Linked DNA regions of Mus musculus: region 2 is linked to region 1. The links are chromatin contacts, called in public HiChIP or PLAC-seq maps. All regions are on one chromosome and are shown on one strand. Each heading gives the region's core, a stretch centred on a gene start, on an enhancer-like site or on the middle of the called end of the contact. The rest is flanking DNA. Distances are from core to core; before and after follow the strand shown. Region 1 overlaps Nyap2 (neuronal tyrosine-phophorylated phosphoinositide 3-kinase adaptor 2). Region 2 overlaps Col4a4 (collagen, type IV, alpha 4).

Region 1 (2,894 bases), core at 245-2,744:
AAAACATCAAGCTGCCTTTGTATTAATGATAAAAAGACATGGTAATAATTAATTATGTTCAAATTTCCACTGACAAGAGGAAAGAATATAAGCTGTTACTCCATTTTCTAGTTATATGCCTAGAAAAGGGTGAAGAGCCAAATGTTTAGATGAAACCATTCAATCCCTGTCACTGAAATGCCCTCTGAGGAGAGGGGTTTGTATAAAACCTCAGAGAGCGCCAGGGACCTGCCTTCATGAGACAATGATGACAGCACATTCACATGAAGACGTTGTCCCAGCGTGTGTACATAGCATTGCTGGTCCCCACTGTGAGATTTTCTGAACAAAATTGATCAACTCCTCTACCTAAGCCACAGTTGCTGTGACCCTGTCTCCCTGGCTTTGACCACGTACAAATAAATAAAGGAACAGAGACTGCTTTCCCTCTTAATAGCAGTCAGGTTGGACTAGAAGAAACGGGCACATGATGGTCTAAATGGCAATTTTATTAGATTTCGAGAAAACTTCGGAATAGTTCAGAAGGCGAGGTCATTGAACCTTTTATCGGAGGACCTTTAAAACTGTGATAGATTTTCAGAGGTAAAAATGACATCAGTGGGCTTCTTCCTGGCCAGTGGAAAGGGTAGCCGTGGGCTTTTCGACCTTTGTAACTTGGGTCTGTAGGAGATCCTAAACACTAAATACTCTTATTTACACACAGGCAAATGTTGACTGTTGTGAGAATGTGTATATTCTAGAACACCAGATAGGCGATTGTTCTAGGGGAGCAAGACGGGTTCTAGGGCCAAAAGGCACATGTGGCGTGAAAGCATTTGAAAGGGGTCTACCAGACTGGGACGAACCCAGGGGGAGGATGCGGGTAAGTAGAAGAGACCAGAGAGAGACGCAACAGAAGCAAATTTTGTTTGATAAATGACAACTTACTGTACATGAATATTTGATATGCTAATAAACATGTTTTAATGTCCACACCATTTGCATGGTTTTGTGCTGCCACAAGGGGGCAGTATTGCCTCAGCGTTTCCTCCTTACTGTCAGCTTTTTCTCCTAAAACCCTGCAGTAGATTTCTCAGCACTTGCTTAGGAAGCAGCAAGCAGTAATTTATCTTGTATTCTGTGTTGCAGAACAACAGGGATCTGGCTAAAGACCAGCACTTCTAAAATTTCTTTGTAACCATATATATAATGACCGTGGGTCTTTTATGTGTCAGTGAAAAATGCCACTTTTAGGAGGTGTGGGCCTCACCATAGCCTCGTGTGAATCAAACACATGGCCTTTTCAGTAATAGGATTTCAGGACTAACGAGGGAGTATTAGACCTGCAGGAGAGTCAGGAAGCTGAGGTTCCTTTGAGAATTGAAAGACTCCCCTGGCTCTCCAGCAGCTGGGCGGGAGGATGAAAGACCAAAGACATCTTTAGCCTTCTCTGTAGTCACGACCAGCAGCTCTGTCTCCATTTTGTGTTGAGTAGGAGGACAAGCAGCCTGCCTTCCCTGGTTCAGCTGGCTTGCAGAAGGATGCTCTGGCAGGTTTGTCACATGGGGTGCAGAGAGCCCCTTCATAGCAGAGGGAGTCAGGTGAAGCTACAGAGCCTAGGATCTAATTCTCCAGAGTGAGGTCGAAGAGATTTTCAGTAATTAACTGTCTATTCTGGGAGCTGCTGGGTAGTGCCAAGGAAGGATAAAACTAAGCCTTCCTTTCCCCTGGGGGAACTAGATGAGAAGACTGCGGCTCTCAAAGAGAGGCCAACTCACAAGGTTTGGGGCACTGAGTCCAGATTCACTCAGTGTTTGAGTGCTGAACATGTGCGTTTAAAGTGTCTTCTGAGAAGTCATGCTAAGAAGGGCTGTATACCCCTGTGTCGTCAAATGAAATAACTTGATGTCAACGTAAAACAGTGAGCACCTGTTATCTAACACACCTGTCTGGAGTGTTTGTTTCCCTTTGTCTAAAGCATAGCTAGCCTGTGGGAAGGGATATTGCTTGGGGAGTAAATGACAGGAAGTGTTTGCATTCATCTGTGCCCCCTTGAGACTGGGACCAGTCTCCATGAAAAGGGAAGGGGTGTGTTATGTTGTGACTCTGATTAGCTGGGGGAAATTCGGGACCTGTAATGTGACTTAAGCAGCAGATGCTCTCCATCGACCAGTGACCACAACCTCTCTGAGCCTTTCTCTTTGGGTTATCTGATTCCAGAAAGACCCTCAGAATTTGCTGTTAGTCAGTGGAAAACTGGACCATATGCTTGATGCCATGGGCCAAATCTGGTCTACTTTCTGGTCTTCTAGGAACAGTGCATTGGTAGAGAAGCTAAAGTTATATTTGGTCAGCGTAGAGTATGGGAATTTCTTGATACTGAGCATAGGAGAGTCATCAGAATTCAGGGAATTAAAAACTACTTTAATGTGGGAAGAGGTATACTTTAGTTCTTCACATAAGGCGAGTGCTCTAACATGACATGACAGCCCCCACCCATAGTGGCTATCACTTGGAAGTCATAACTCTAATAACATACTGATTGTAGAACCAATGGTGTTTTAGGTGAGGAGCAGTCTCAGTTGTATATATTACCATAAAGGAATGAAGTGTCTTTTAATTCAAAAGGAGAGTTAGCATTAATCCACAATTCTCATTGTTGAAACTTCAAAAGGATTTGCCTTCCCCCACAACCCATGTGCAGTAGCCAGTAATCTCCATACTTTGTTTGCTGACAGTGACAACATCTCCATTGCTGTGTTAAAAATTCAGAACAAATTGTGACCCCCATCTTTGGAGGTTGAGTTCTTTTCCATTCTTTTCTAAAATTTCATGGGAAAATGTCACCCTTCCCGTACACACTACATAGTATTTTATGTAGCAGTGAAAACAAACAAAAAAATGAAGATGTTTAT
Region 2 (2,894 bases), core at 229-2,728, 1.1 Mb after region 1:
TAATATTCTAGCAGCAAGGCTGAAGGGGGTTTAACATTGTTATGTAGCAAGGCACGTGTGTTCTAATAGTTCATATATTCCCAACCACCTCTTCCGGGAACATGTTCTCAGGCCAAGTTCAGGCCTGGTTTAGAATGATAAATGTAGAATCTGGAAACGTAAGAGTAATGTAAATAAAGGAGAAATGGACACTCAAAAAATATTTAACATGCACAGCATTGAACTTAGAATCAAATGGGTCAATAGAAAAACTTCTGTTACATCGAGAAAATATCTTATGTTAAAATAGAGATGTTTGGCCCTGGTTATATAGCAAGTTCCAGACCAAGCAGAGACAACGTCTTCAAAGCAAAACAAAAACCGTGTTTTTTTTTTTTTTTTTTTAAAGGCTGGGCTTCTAACACTTCTGGGACGCCAGGCAATTGCCAGGATATTGAAGCCAATGTGAGGTTGTGTAGCAAGTTTCAGGCCAACTTGAACTATAGACTGGGGTGCTATCTTAAAACATAATAAAATAAAATGTTATTTACCAGAAACTTATCTTAAAATGCCATCCCATAGACATCCTACAGAGATAAAAATGCTAAATGTATTCTGCATGAAGGAATTCATCATTGGCCAAATGATGGCAAGGCAAACACTCTTTAGAAGTATCATTATTTACTTTTGTTTCTATGTGTATGAGTATGTCTGTGGGTGGGCGTTTGCATGGGTACAGAAGGGCCCCTAGGAGCCAGAAAGGGGGACTGGAGTTCCTGGTGACTGGGAGCCAGTTCCTGGGTGCCAGGAACTGAATTCAGATCCTCCTCTGAAAAAGCAGTAAATGCTGTTAGCCCGAGTCGCCCCCCTGCCCCCCAGCCTCGGAAACCACATTTTAATTGAGTTTTTCTTTCAATTATTCTAAAGTGCACTGAAAAGTGAGCTCTGACATGAGTGTCTCTCTCAGTGGGGAAAAAATCCTTCCTTTCCATTAAAATGGCAATTTTACTTTGGCTGAGGAAGGTGAGTTTCAAAAAAAAATAAAAAATCTTTCCTAGCAAACCTTTCAATTTGTGGTTTGTAGGCATCCCCAACTTGATAGCAAGCAGACCTTTTGGTATGCAGAAAAGTCACTGCAAATTGACAGAGATCCTACCCGTGTACAGGAGCTGCTAAGTACCAGTGTCAAACAACTGTCTTGCCATGATGCTAATACAATATAAAGAATGTTTGAAAATTGGAGAGACAGATGCTCTCCAATTTAAAAAAAAAAAATCACAGGGACACAAAATTCAGATTGGCTATAGTCTTTGTTTCTGTTCAAGAGAGCCCCATGCTTTCCTGGTGGGGTGACCCTGACATAAACGAATCTTCTTACCTAAGTTTAATTAAGTCAGCCCTTAATTTTCTCCCAAGTGCATAATGATAGCCCTGTCACTTCCGGAGTGAGTCACCATTATCCATCTGGAGGAGGAGCCTCACAGTTTCTCCTGGGAAGGAAAGCCAGTGGCTTTGCATCAGGCTCTCCCTTGCCTGAGCAAGCCCCATGTGGCTTCAGTCCCATTAGCAGGAGGACATGCTGGCCCCCGACTGGGGAAAAGTGGTCTGTTTGCGAGTTCCCTGGGACGGGGGAGTCAATTTTTGTGAATCACTACCTTAATATTCATTAATAGCTTTTAGGCCCCTAATCCCTTATTGAATATATTTCTTCTATAATTGCTACTTTTCAAAGGGGTTGCCAAAGTAGGCATTTCCATTCTCTGTAAAATGCAGAAGAGAACATAATGTTTTATATTCATCTGTGAAGTGTTTATGCTAATCTCGAGGCTCTGGAATACAGGACTGCAGGCCTTCCTGCATAATGACCCATTTCTGCTTTGAAATGATCTGCTAATGCTGGCAGTGTAGAAAGGTTGGTTTTCTTTTTCTTCCTCCTTTTTAAAAACCTCTTTGGGCCATGGTCTCACAATTATTTAAAGTGCCTGGCTTAAAAAAAAAAAAAGATTATAGAGGGAATCATTTTGAAACACTGAAAAATCTCTACTTCATCGCTTCCTTTGTTGGCCTATTTATATTTTTTTTCCTATAAAATCTAGCCAGAAGCCCAATAGATTACAGAATAATTGACTTCAGTTGTTTGAGACTCTATCGACCAATGAATGAAGTTTATAATCTGGTCTTTGTCATCCGCTTGCTTTTTTGGGAATTAACACATGTTCAAATAAAGTCTGTTCTCTATAATCTCAATAAAAGGAGAAGGGGGAGCAACTCCACATGTACAGTGTTTGCTTGATCCATAGAGGAGGAGGAGGAGGAGGAGGAGGAGGAGGAGGAGGAGGAGGAGGAGGAGGAGGAGGAGAGGCCGGGAATAACCACGCTGAGAACAAGGCATGGCAGAAGTCTGGAGAGAGCACCACTGAATTTGCTGGAATAGTTGAGGAAGTTTGTCTTCCACTGGATGTCTGCCTTGATGCGGGTTGGCATGTTGGCATGTTTTGAATTCTTTAGCTGTGCTTCATGCAAACCTGGCACCTGCTGATTTTCCGGCGCTGGGCCTGAACTTCTTTCAAGGTGTCTGGTGACGGGCCAGAGGCAAACTGCAGGTCTGGGTTCACGGTGGTCAGCCAGAAGCTGTACTCGTTTGCAAAAAAGTGACAGGTTCCCTGTCGGCCCTGGCATTCAACGAACGGTGCAGCTCTGAAGTCCTCTAGGCAGCTGCCAGGTGACATCAGTGCCTGCCCACCTCCTTGGTCCCCAGCTCCAGTGTGCTACCCAGACAAGGAATAAAGAATTAGAGCTCAGGTACTCAAGACCACCAGGACAGAACCAGCGGCATGCCCAGGTCTGGCTCTACTCTAAAATCCCTCCTTAAGTCACTCCATAAAGAACAATTTACAATCTGCTGAACAGCAGTA

Evidence for each region. HiChIP or PLAC-seq counts read pairs in DNA pulled down with a chosen protein or histone mark.
Region 2: a contact with region 1 is called in an H3K27ac HiChIP or PLAC-seq map of VIP interneurons, with 21 times the contacts expected there. The contact joins two enhancer-like sites. A contact is called at or near these places in 11 of 484 Hi-C or Micro-C datasets (B cells, the G1E-ER4 cell line, cerebellum and 7 more), 3 of 115 datasets of contacts at active chromatin or transcription factors (VIP interneurons, cardiomyocytes and heart atrium) and 1 of 9 other capture datasets (embryonic stem cells).

Annotation. Positions count from the first base shown.
Region 1 is chr1:81,315,772-81,318,665 of GRCm38.p6, forward strand. The region is part of intron 6 of Nyap2 (neuronal tyrosine-phophorylated phosphoinositide 3-kinase adaptor 2); the gene reads left to right. Among named protein-coding and RNA genes, the nearest start is that of Nyap2, 240 kb to the left of the region's middle. Within about 2 kb of position 1,495, at least 14 of the 459 cell types and tissues checked have an H3K27ac peak or open chromatin away from gene starts, as enhancers often do. A contact at or near this core is called in VIP interneurons, where this site is marked.
Region 2 is chr1:82,450,648-82,453,541 of GRCm38.p6, forward strand. It overlaps Col4a4 (collagen, type IV, alpha 4), which reads right to left. Exons shown (of 48, transcript NM_007735.2): 48 at 76-2,747. The coding sequence ends at 2,484. Among named protein-coding and RNA genes, the nearest start is that of Gm46095, 80 kb to the left of the region's middle. Within about 2 kb of position 1,479, at least 21 of the 459 cell types and tissues checked have an H3K27ac peak or open chromatin away from gene starts, as enhancers often do. A contact at or near this core is called in VIP interneurons, where this site is marked.